2 separate regions of the Zea mays genome follow, and region 2 is linked to region 1. The links are chromatin contacts, called in public Hi-C maps. All regions are on one chromosome and are shown on one strand. The core of a region is the stretch at or near the end of the contact, and the rest is flanking DNA. Distances in the headings are between cores, read along the strand shown.

The links. Hi-C and Micro-C count contacts between places; a contact is called where the count stands out from the background.
Region 2: a contact with region 1 is called in a Hi-C map of bundle sheath, with 4 times the contacts expected there. The contact joins two enhancer-like sites. A contact is called at or near these places in 3 of 25 Hi-C or Micro-C datasets (bundle sheath, leaf and leaf mesophyll).

Annotation. Positions count from the first base shown.
Region 1 is chr7:118,414,662-118,420,134 of Zm-B73-REFERENCE-NAM-5.0, forward strand. No RefSeq gene overlaps it. Among protein-coding and RNA genes, the nearest start is that of LOC100500963, 56 kb to the left of the region's middle. Within about 2 kb of position 3,415, at least 17 of the 20 cell types and tissues checked have an H3K27ac peak or open chromatin away from gene starts, as enhancers often do. A contact at or near this core is called in bundle sheath, leaf and leaf mesophyll, where this site is marked.
Region 2 is chr7:118,754,167-118,759,663 of Zm-B73-REFERENCE-NAM-5.0, forward strand. No RefSeq gene overlaps it. Among protein-coding and RNA genes, the nearest start is that of LOC103632745, 60 kb to the right of the region's middle. Within about 2 kb of position 1,920, at least 17 of the 20 cell types and tissues checked have an H3K27ac peak or open chromatin away from gene starts, as enhancers often do. A contact at or near this core is called in bundle sheath, leaf and leaf mesophyll, where this site is marked.

The DNA.
Region 1 (5,473 bases), core at 2,165-4,664:
GACGACGAGATCTCGGCGGCTTTCGGAAGACGACTGGTGAGGCGAGGTGCCCACGACACTGCTTTATAGTCCGCACGAAGTCCGCAGACCACGATGCAGGCTACCGAGCCCGAGAATCACGCGGCGGCATTGTTTGTTATGTTAGCATGGTGGGTGAGGAAGGTGGTGCTGACGGGGCTACCCCACCTGCCAGCCGCGGAGTGCACGCGCGCGCAACAACGCGGAGACTGCCCGTGGGCCGCACCTGTCAGATGCCGAGTGGGTGCGATCGGTGTGTGCTGCACGGGTGTTGGGCCGCGCGCAAGGTTAACGGGTCGCACGTGTGTGGAGAAAGGAGAGGTGGGCCGAGGAGAGGAAGAATTGGCCCAAGCACAGAGACGAGTTTCTCCTTTTATTTTCTTCTTTTCTATTTTCTTTTCAAATTCCAAATTTAAAGATTCAAACTAAATTTTAAATTCCTGTTTTAAATTTTAGATTTTCAAATATTAAATACCATCCTAATGTGAATATAACTCCCACTGTTTGCATTTATATTATTTATCTTTCTTCCTATTATTTAATTATGGAGAGGGTAATTGACTATTAAAATTCCTTTCTTTTTACTCATTTTCTGTTTTCTATTCTCATTTGAATTTAACTTATGATTCCTTTGTTTTGATAGAAGACACTTTCAAATGTCTAAATCTTTTTCAAGATATGATTTAGTTAACATTATGACCATTTACTTTAGAAAGGGGTGAATTCTAAAGTTTATTATTTATCAAGGGTACTTTATTTTGATTATTTTTTCTAACTGATTTCCTTATATCACATGCTTAGGATTTTAGGTGTTACAAATTCTACCCCCTTAAAAATAATATCGTCCTCGAGATTAGTAAGAAAAGGATGTATCCCTAGCTTGTCTCAAAACATATGCACAATCAAGAACCTCAGCATGATGCATAACGTATTATTAAAACATAGGGTCAAATAGACCTTATTACTATTCCTAAAATAATAAAGTATTAGCTACTACCTACGATATTATTTAGGTCTTACAAATACTACTCTAAATATATATATATACACTAATCTTGTTGCTCATTCCCCTCTTCACTGGCTTCTTCACCATCAACCAACACCTCTTCCGGGTTTTTGGGTTCTTCGGGATCAGTTTCTGCTTCCACATGGTTGACCTGACCCCGATTGATGGTAAGGCCTGACTCTTGCCTCCTGAGGCCTGACCTTGCTTCATTGGAGCTAGAGTTGTATAAGCGGCCCTATTGGGACAGTAGTTGGCAAAATGTCTAGCCTGCCCACACTTGAAGCATGACCTGTTTGTGGATGCATTAGGAGCAACAGGCCCCGCTGAAGTGTTTGCTTGAGGAGTAGCTTGGGTTTGTTGAGTCTGTTGCCCGGAACTGCCACGGGCTGGTGTACTTTGAGGTGTAGTATAATAGGGACGAGTACCACCCCTAGCCTGTCCTTGGTTAGTAGCCCTTCTTTTCTCTCCTAGCTCAACTCGTCTGTGTTCCAGAGCTATAACCTTATCTAGCAGTGTCTGGAAGGACGGGAATGTGTCAAACATTAGTTGGTATTGGAGTGGCCCGATCAATCCTTCTAGAAATAACTCCTACTTCTTCTCATCATCATCAACTTCTCTGGGAGCATATCAGGATAGCTGGATGAATTTGTCTCTATATTCGCTTCCTGACATGCCTCCCTGTTTAAGGGATAGAAACTCCTTCTTGATCTTTATAAGACCAGCAGGAATATGGTAATTCCTCAAAGGAGTGGAGAATTCTGCCCAGGTAATGGTATTAGCAGCAGCATGTGCTGCGCAGTATGCATCCCGCCAATCTGCAGCGGGGCCAGTGAGGCGACCCGATGCATAGAGTACTTTCTCCCTGTCAGGGCACTAGGCTATGCTGAGCACCTTTTCCACGGACTTTAACTAGCTGTCAGCTTGTAGTGGGTCCGAGGAGTTAGAGAATGTAGGCGGCTTATGACTCATAAACTACGGGTGCTTATCCCTGGGTGGAGCTGCTGGTGGTGGAGGTGGTAGTTTGTCACACCCGGGTTCTAGGGGGTCCAAAACCCGGGCGTGAGATAATCATCAAGTGTGCTAGGATCAAATCTCACATATATGATGACACATGGTACAGAAACAAATGTCACAACATTAATATATAATGGAGTTCTGTACAAAATAATTAAATAATTACATCAGGAGACGAGGCAGGTACCACTACGAGGCCTTTACAAAGTTCCACTAGCTTTCGCAAACCCGCTACGGTTTCTAAGAAGGGCAATATAGGAATCCCTCGTCCGAAAAGCCATCACAGCATGATCGACCCGAGAACCTCCCTATACGCAGCTCCTCTACCACCCTTGCCCCTTTCAGGTAAGGTATTCCACTAACTTTCCTAATTAGTCAGCCAAAGACGTCCCATACCACCCTTGTGGTAGCACTGTTTTCCCGGGTGGTCGCTCCATGTTCCAATTAACATAATGATCTTATCATGAACAATAATTAAAACAATAACAAAATTGAAACATGATCATAATATAACATTAATTTTCCAAAACCAGGTAGAGCAATAGCAAATCTACCCAATAGTTCTTTTGTTTGCAAAGAGTGGGATAAACAATATTAGGGATACCTATTAGGTCCCATCATATTAACCTAAGCATGTCACAATGATTAACAGAAACATTATTAGGTAGAGAAAAGTGATCAAGGGCACAACTTGCCTGAGACTCGAGATTCCCAAGTACCAACTTGGTCTTCAAGTGACTCGTAACCTCGCTGTTATTCGTAGCAATACAAACAAACATGATATAGGCAAAATTAACATCACACCAAATATAACACAAACTACCTAATAATGTTCTACGCATCGTAACGAGATCGTAGGTTCGAGAACCACTAAATTCGGAGTTATGGTTGAAAAGCTATGGTTTTCTGAAGATTTAGGTGTTTAATATACTTAAGTGCATAACTTTTAATCTATGTTTATGACAAAACAATGTTACCAGATGATAAACAATATTAATATGAATTTAACGCAACTGGAATGGATCAAAACGGAGTTAAAATGAATTAGTTATGGATTTATTAAGTTTCTCTATATTATTCTCTCATTTAAACCATTTTCCAGATTTTTTTAGAGAAATATTACTTTCCTAGACTGCGGGTCTAAAAACTAGGGAATACAGGGTCCATAATGCAAATTTTAGGGCTCACACGTAATGATAATAATACCAGAGTGGACGGTTATTTCGCTAAAAACAGAGGGTCTCTTGTGTAAAAAGACATGGCTGAAGGGGGATTACCGGATCTGCACCATCTGATTCCCAATGGGTGGTCCAAATTAAAACAGCCTTCATCTGAACTGGTATGGAATAGGGGCCACACGATCTAAGATCGACGGTGCGGATCAAATCGTGAAGGGGGTATGCTATCTCGGCTGTTGGATCCTGATCTATCGACACGGGTGAAACAAGCGAACGGGGATGACGGGTTTTAATCCCAGCCGCATGCTCAGCATCTAACGACGCACACTCCCTCACCCCCCCCCCCCCCACCCCAATTCCCCCTGCCTAGGCATGGTAGAGCAGAAGCTCTACGGCGGCGCACCGCCGGCGCGCGGCGCCACCTAACGCCCAACACACCACGCCATCGACACTAGGCACGATAGATAGAGGTGAAAGCAATGAACTCGAGAAGCCCAAGCTCACCGGAGATAATGCCGCGAAGATGCCTGTCCACGGCACCATGCGGTCCTGATGCGTTCTTGAACTCCAACGACGAACTTACCATTCTCCAGTCGCAAATCCTGCGCGACGAGGCCAGGAGCACCCTGCATGAGCCACGACGAAGATTCTGGGAGGATTTGGGTCCGCCCGACAGTGCTAACCGAGGTTCTCCCCACCACCCATCACGGCGTGCGCGCACACCCGACTAGAACTTCGCCGACGGCTTCCACTTGGCGCGAGCATTCACCGGATCTGTGTACCACTGTGTATCCTTCTCTCTTTCTCTCTGGGGTACCCTGTAGCCGTTCATGATGGTGGTCACGGGATTCAGAGGTGGTGGAGTGGCGGACCCTCTTCCTCCCCGCACTATGTCTCGGTTGAATTGATGCAAGCACATGACGAGCGACCGTGGGGCCTCCTATATATTCTCGGCGAGGGCAACGCAAGGCTTCGGATGACAGTTTATTACGGTTTGTTAGAGCCCGCGACGAACTCGGCGCGGATCCAAACAACCTGACGACTTCGGGATTTCTTTGCAACAACCCAAGTTGGAAGACGCTCCCGCCATCCCGAGCCCATATGGCAGCTGGTAGCAACAAGTGCACACATACATAGTGTTTGTCTGCCCCATGGGTCCCACTGGACAGCCATAGGCACGGGCCACGCGCACAGATGGGCTTGCAGCAGCGAGAGAGGCCTGACGTGTGGGCCCCGCACGTAAGTGAGTCCGGATGAGTGAGTGGAGATAGAAATGGGCCGACCAGGGAAAATTGGCCCACGGTGGAGGGAGGGGAAATGTGGCCCGTGAGTTGAAGTGAGGTTTCCCTTTTTTATTTTCTATTTGAATTTGATTTTAAATTTGTTTGTGAGCATTATTCACAAACTCAGTGCACAATTAAAAGTACTGGCATAAAGAATTATGATTATTGATTTATATTTTTCTTTATAATGTATTTTTCCTTTTCTTCTTTTTTCTCTCTTTCATTTTTTATTTTTGAATTCTATTTTTTAAAACTTGTCTCATGACTTAGAATACAAATGAAAAAATTACAAGAACCCAACATGGAATGCACATTTTTGTATTTATTTATTTGTCATTTTACTAAATTAATACCATGAATTGAATATGCACAAAGATAAGGAGATTAAGATGTTCCCAAAACTCTAGCATATAAGTATATTTATTTATTTATCCTATCATTTTTCTATTATACAGATTTTGGGCTTTACACGAGATCCTTAATTAGCATAGCAGCTACTCGACTTAGTATTCTAGTATTCATCTCAAAAAGGAAACTAAGTTCATGCATCTAGTGCTTCAAGCAACTCCTACACTTAAGTACACAATACAAGCCTGTAAATAGAGTTGCCGTAAAATAACATATAACAGGTCATGCATAAAACTGGGCCTTGCCTTTTAGCGTGGAGTTTTGGGGAAGATCCTTAGCAACGGGTTCCTGGACTGTGTCTTGACCATCTCCCTAGGCTCCTCCTTATTGCTCGGGAATCAGGACGTACTCCCCGTTGGCAAGATTACAGTTTAACGAATACAATGTATGAATTTATTGACGTAGTACAAGAGAATGCTTATGAGGATGCAATTCTGAAAGTACACTCCTTGACATAAGTGTTGAGTGATGCTTTTCCCTTTTGATTTAATTTGGTTACTTATCTCCTTTACTTAGTTTGGTTATGCTCTTATGAGTTCAAGGTGATTATGGCTTACTTATTAACC
Region 2 (5,497 bases), core at 670-3,169, 340 kb after region 1:
TAACTGTTGTGTATGTGAATTGCTGATCCTGACATATACATGGTTCGCATTTGGTTTGCCTTCTAAAACCGGGTGTGACAATAGTGGAAGTCTTACAAAACAAATGATAAATATAAAACAAACTAATTATTATTTTCCTGACGCCACAAAGCTGACTGGGAGACGCCACCTAGATCAAGTCGTAAGCTTCACTGTTGGGAGGCTCCTCTTCGACCACATGTTCTTCTCCTATGGGGGGTGTGAGACAGCAAGGGTGAGCTCATATATGTTCATCGCTCAACAAGTTGTGGGGAATAATGTACATGAACTCGCCAAAGGTGGGAGTTCATGTGAAGTGTAAGGCTAATCAACAAAATAAAGGTTGAAGCTGAGCATTGCTTTTATAAGTTGATCAAAATTTTATTAGCAATTACTAAGTGTAAGTAAATATCAAACCTTAGTAATAATAAGTAAAAGTAATAATAAAATAATCCCAATATGATGCAAATGACAAATTGAATTTAATTTCATAAATTAATCATGTGAGTGTCCGAGCTACTCATGACCGTGAGCACGGCTAGTATACCAGTTTTACACTCTGTAGAGGTTGCACATCTTTACCCATAAATTGTGTTACCCATTTGCCACGGGGTTGATCGGAACCCATGCACCTCTACCAAGGAAGCGAGGCAGGGTACCACTACGAGGCCTTTACAAAGTTCCACTAGCTTCAGAAAACCCGCTAAAGTTTATAGGAAGCTCCAGTGCAGGGATCCCTCGCCTGACCGTCATCACAGCAAAATCAACTCAAGGACCTCCCTACACTGACCACTCCCCTACTGCCCTTGCCCCTATCGGGTAAAGTAGTCATCCACTAGCTTTCCTAGTTAATCAGCCAAGGGCATCCCATACCACCCTTGTGGTAGCACTGTTTTCCCGGGTGGTTATCCATGTTCCCATTAACATAATGATATTATCATGAACAGTAAATAATAAACTGACAATAAAAGTGTGAACATGAGTAATGTATATCTCCATACCCAAAACCACATAAAGCAATAACATGTACTAACCAAAAATTCAGTGGTAAAACAAGGTATAAAGATAACCAAACGTGGGTAACCTACTTGGTCCCATCAAAATTAACCTATGCAGATCATTATGATTAATAAGAACATGACTCAGTAAAAAGGAAGTGATCAAGGGCACAACTTGCCTTCAACAAGCTCCTGCTCAGCAGTCTCCACCTACTGAATCCCTAGATCCTCTGTGGCTTGCTCGTCTACTCGCATCAGTACAAGCATACATAGTATAGCAAAAATTAACATCACACCAAATAATAGAACATAATACATGATAATATTCTATGATGCGTAACGAGATTGTAGAAACAAGAATCACTAAATTTGAAGTTATAGTTATTTAGTTATGAATTTCTGAAGTTGTTTAGTACTTAGAATAGATTAATTCAAATGAATAATTTTAATTCAAGTTTCATGGCTAAACAGAGGTACTAAGTGGTGAAGAACATTGAAATGAAATTAATGCCACTGGAATGAATCAATTTGGAGCTAAAATAAATTTTATATAAATTATACAAGTTTCTGGAATTATTTTTGTATTAAAAATCAATTTCTATAATTATTTCACTATTTTCTCTGGTTTCTAGATTGGGCGCACAAATACCTAAAAGGCCAGGGACTTTCTCGAAAGATTTCCCTAGACACAGAGAACCCCGAGGATGGACCGCGGGTTGGTTTTCTAAAACCCAGGGTCTTTTATGTAAGACTGTTCGGCTGAAGGGGCATCATGTGATTTGAGCCATCGGATCAATAGCCGATGGCCTAGATTAGATTCTGCTTTATAAATCAACCGGTACACTATGGTAGTCGTCGGATCCCGATCCAACGCTCCAGATCTAAAACGCCTACACTGGTTTACTACCGGCCGATTGAAATCGAACGGCGCTCAATTACTCGACCGAAGTGGTACGCTCTGGTTCAATCGAGGCCACACGCGCGCGGATCAACGGCTGAGGGCGATCCGCCCCAACCCGGCCGGATTCCAGTGGCAGAATAGAAGCTCCGCGGCGGCGCGGCTCGCCGGAGCGCGGGGAAAGGTCATTTAGGTGGTTGAAGTGCTAGTCTGACAGGAGATTTACGTATACCAAATGGTGACGAACTCGATGGAAAGGATTTTACTGAGTGTCTAGGCGAAATCGGAGTAGTCCTCGCAGAGTCGCGGCACGGCGGTGGCGCTGGGAAGTCGGCGTCAAATTCCACCTGCTAAGGTTGCACCGGTTGCCCGCTAGCGGTGCACACACCTAATTAAGAGCAATCCACGAATGCATCCGAGAATGTGTTTTCGTATCAGAAAGCAAAAATAATAGTTCTGGTGGCAGTAACCGGTTCCGTGCATGGGAATTTGAGGAGTATTCATCAGTAAGGCGCAGAGACAAGCAATGGATTCCTTTGGAAAAACAGAGAGGAAGAGAGGTGGGAGGAGTAGCGCCGCCGGCGAGAACGCGGCCGCTGCGTGTGTTTTTCCTTTCTTTTTAAGTCTATCTGTCTCGTACAGACTTCCGTCTACTTATTTCCTGGGTTCAGCCCATACACCCGACACTGCGCAGCCCATTACACGGCCCACTCCGGACCGGACACTCTCACATTCTTGCGCCTCATACGTGTCTCTCGCGTCTCTCGCTGGTTGCCGTCTTTGTGCTCCAAGGTCACCGGCTGAACCTGCGCTTGCACTTGCTTGCTTCCCTTCTCTTGTAGTGTGTTGCTGACAATGACTAAATTGTACTTTGTACATCTTAATCACCTTATTCCTCGTTACACGAGAAATAAGTCAGATCATCTTCTACATTGAGATCCAGCATTGGTACCTGCTCTTCAAGGTCGGATGACTCGGCGCCGGTACTGACATGTGCCTCCGTCAGCTCCAACTCACTTCTGAAGGAATTGTCCCTACGCTTACAAAAATCCAGAGTTAAAGCAAGAGTTAGATCATCTTATGATTGGAGGTAGGAGTTACCTTTCACAAAGATATTGTACCGTCTCCACGATTAAAGAGAGAAGGACGACTAATCCCGCAATTGACAGCGTGCCCACCACAATCCACGCAACCGGCCAATCCGGCGTGGCAGCTGACGGTGGCGGCGGAACGGAGCCACTCTGACATTTGTCATCCTCCTGTACAACAATGACTCCTCCACATGTGCGGTACCAATGCCACATATCTTCTACTGATCGTGAAGACTCTATAAACTCAAAGTCCTCGGCAACCAAACATAAACATTGCTTGTCCACAATGTTTAGTATGAGGCTACAGCAAACTTGATCGAGAATTTCTGTGGTGCATTCGGTGTTCAGGGAGATAATTGCATATTTGGGATTCCAAACATTGCGCTTCGCACAAATGCCATTTAAAAGATTTTCTTCGTAAAAAAGGGACTATAAATATATTCTAATTGATTATACTACCATTTAATATGTATTATACCTTTTTATAATTTGTTTCCATGTATTTATCATCTAAGTGTCAAAATTACCCCTACCTCTCCTTGGGTATCTTCGTGAGATCTCTCTCCTGGAAACTCTGCGTTCCTGTTGCCTTCCTCGCCACTCGTCTACTCGAAAAAATTAGCATCCATCGTATCATCGACGCAGTGTTAGTTTTGGTGTGTTCTGAATTACTACCGGCTCAGTGACTGATAGACTGAAGCCATTACTCAGCTAGTAAAAAGTGGGAAAAAAGATTGTTATGAGTGAGTGCCTAATTCCAGATAAGCATTCTGCAAAAGGTGGTTAATAACCGCCAAAACGCCAGCTGCAGCCTGCATCTGTCCATTTACGCGCTTCTGAAAACTCCAAACAAGACTTGACAGTTCCTGACTTGTGGATCAGCCTGATAGCCCCAACCACTACCGTCGTCAGGAGGACGGAGGCTGATGTAACCTTGCAATGTGTATTGCTACTGCTTGTTGGTATTTAGTAGTCCACTATGCAATCATATTTCAGTGGAAATAGCCTATTGGGTGAGGTTAAAGGATACTGCATGTGTTGTGTGGTCGGCGGGGGCGAGGAGCGCGGCGCCGGCGTCGTGCCCGGAGCGATGGCGGCCCTGCCCGGCGCGGTGGCGCCTGCCGTGCCCGGCGCGGTGGCAGCTCTGCCCGGCGCGGTGGTGGCCCTCCTGCCCGGCGCGGTGGCGGCTCTCCTGCCCGGCACGGTGGCTCGTCTGCGCGCGTCCGCCACGCTTGGCGAGAGAAGAGCCGAGAACAACGCAGAGTTTCCAGTCTCGTTTCCAGGAGAGAGACGAACGAAGAAAGAGATCTCACGAAGATACCCAGGGAGAGGTAGGGGTAATTTTGACACTTAGATGATAAATATATGGAAACAAATTATAAAAAGGTATAATACATGTTAAATGGTAGTATAATCAATTAGAATATATTTATAGTCCCTTTTTTACGAAGAAAATCTTTCGAATGGCATTTGTGCGAAACGCAATGTTTGGAGTCCCAAATATGCAATTATCTCGTGTTCAGGTGGGATAATAGAAGAGACGTATCACATTCACTCTCATCACCTCCACCTGCAGATGACAGGCAACCAAAGCAATAAAGTTAGAGAGAAACAAACGAAGACATGCCGCTGCGCACCGTCCGAACAGCGCCACCAGTCGCGCACATCGATCGAGCGCACAAAATGATCGCCAGCAATTCACCAAATCTCCGAAGCATGAGATCAAAGTAACGTGCTTACCACCGTGGCTGCAGGCGCCATCAGTCGAATCGCAAGCGCTGGCATCCCCTCCATCCTTCATTCGTCTGACTGCAAGCAAAACCAATAGAGTTAGAGAGGGATAAAAAAAGAAAAAAAAACACCCCGCCCACCCGCGCTGTCACCGTTACAGATCTGTAACGCGAACACCCTGTATGCATTCTCCGCCCACCTCGGCGTTCGACCACCCGCGCTGTCACCGGGCACGCTGCTACCCGGCGGATGGTGCAGCGCGTTCGCCCACGCCAGGTCATGCCCGTGCGCACCGCCCACACTCTAGACAGCGCCACCAGTCGCGCATCGATCGAGCGCACAAATTGATCGCCAGCAATTCACCAAACCCCGAAGCATGAGATCGAAGTAACGTGCTTACCACTGTGGTTGCAGGCGCCATCAGCCGAATCGCACGCGCTGGCATCCTCTCCATCTTTCATTGTTTTGACTGCAAGCAAAACCAATAGAGTTAGAGCGGGAGAAAAAGAAAAAGAAAAAAACACCCCGCCCACCCGCGCTGTCACCGTGCGCCGTAACGCGAACACCCTGTATGCATTCTCCGCCCACCTCGGCGTTCGACCGCCCTCGCTGTCACCGGGCACGCTGCTACCCGGCAGATGATGCAGCACGTTCGCCCACGCCAGGTCATGCCCGTGCGCACCGCCCACACTCTAGACAGCGCCACCAGTCGCGCATCGGTCGAGCGCACAAAATGATCGCCAGCAATTCACCAAATCCCC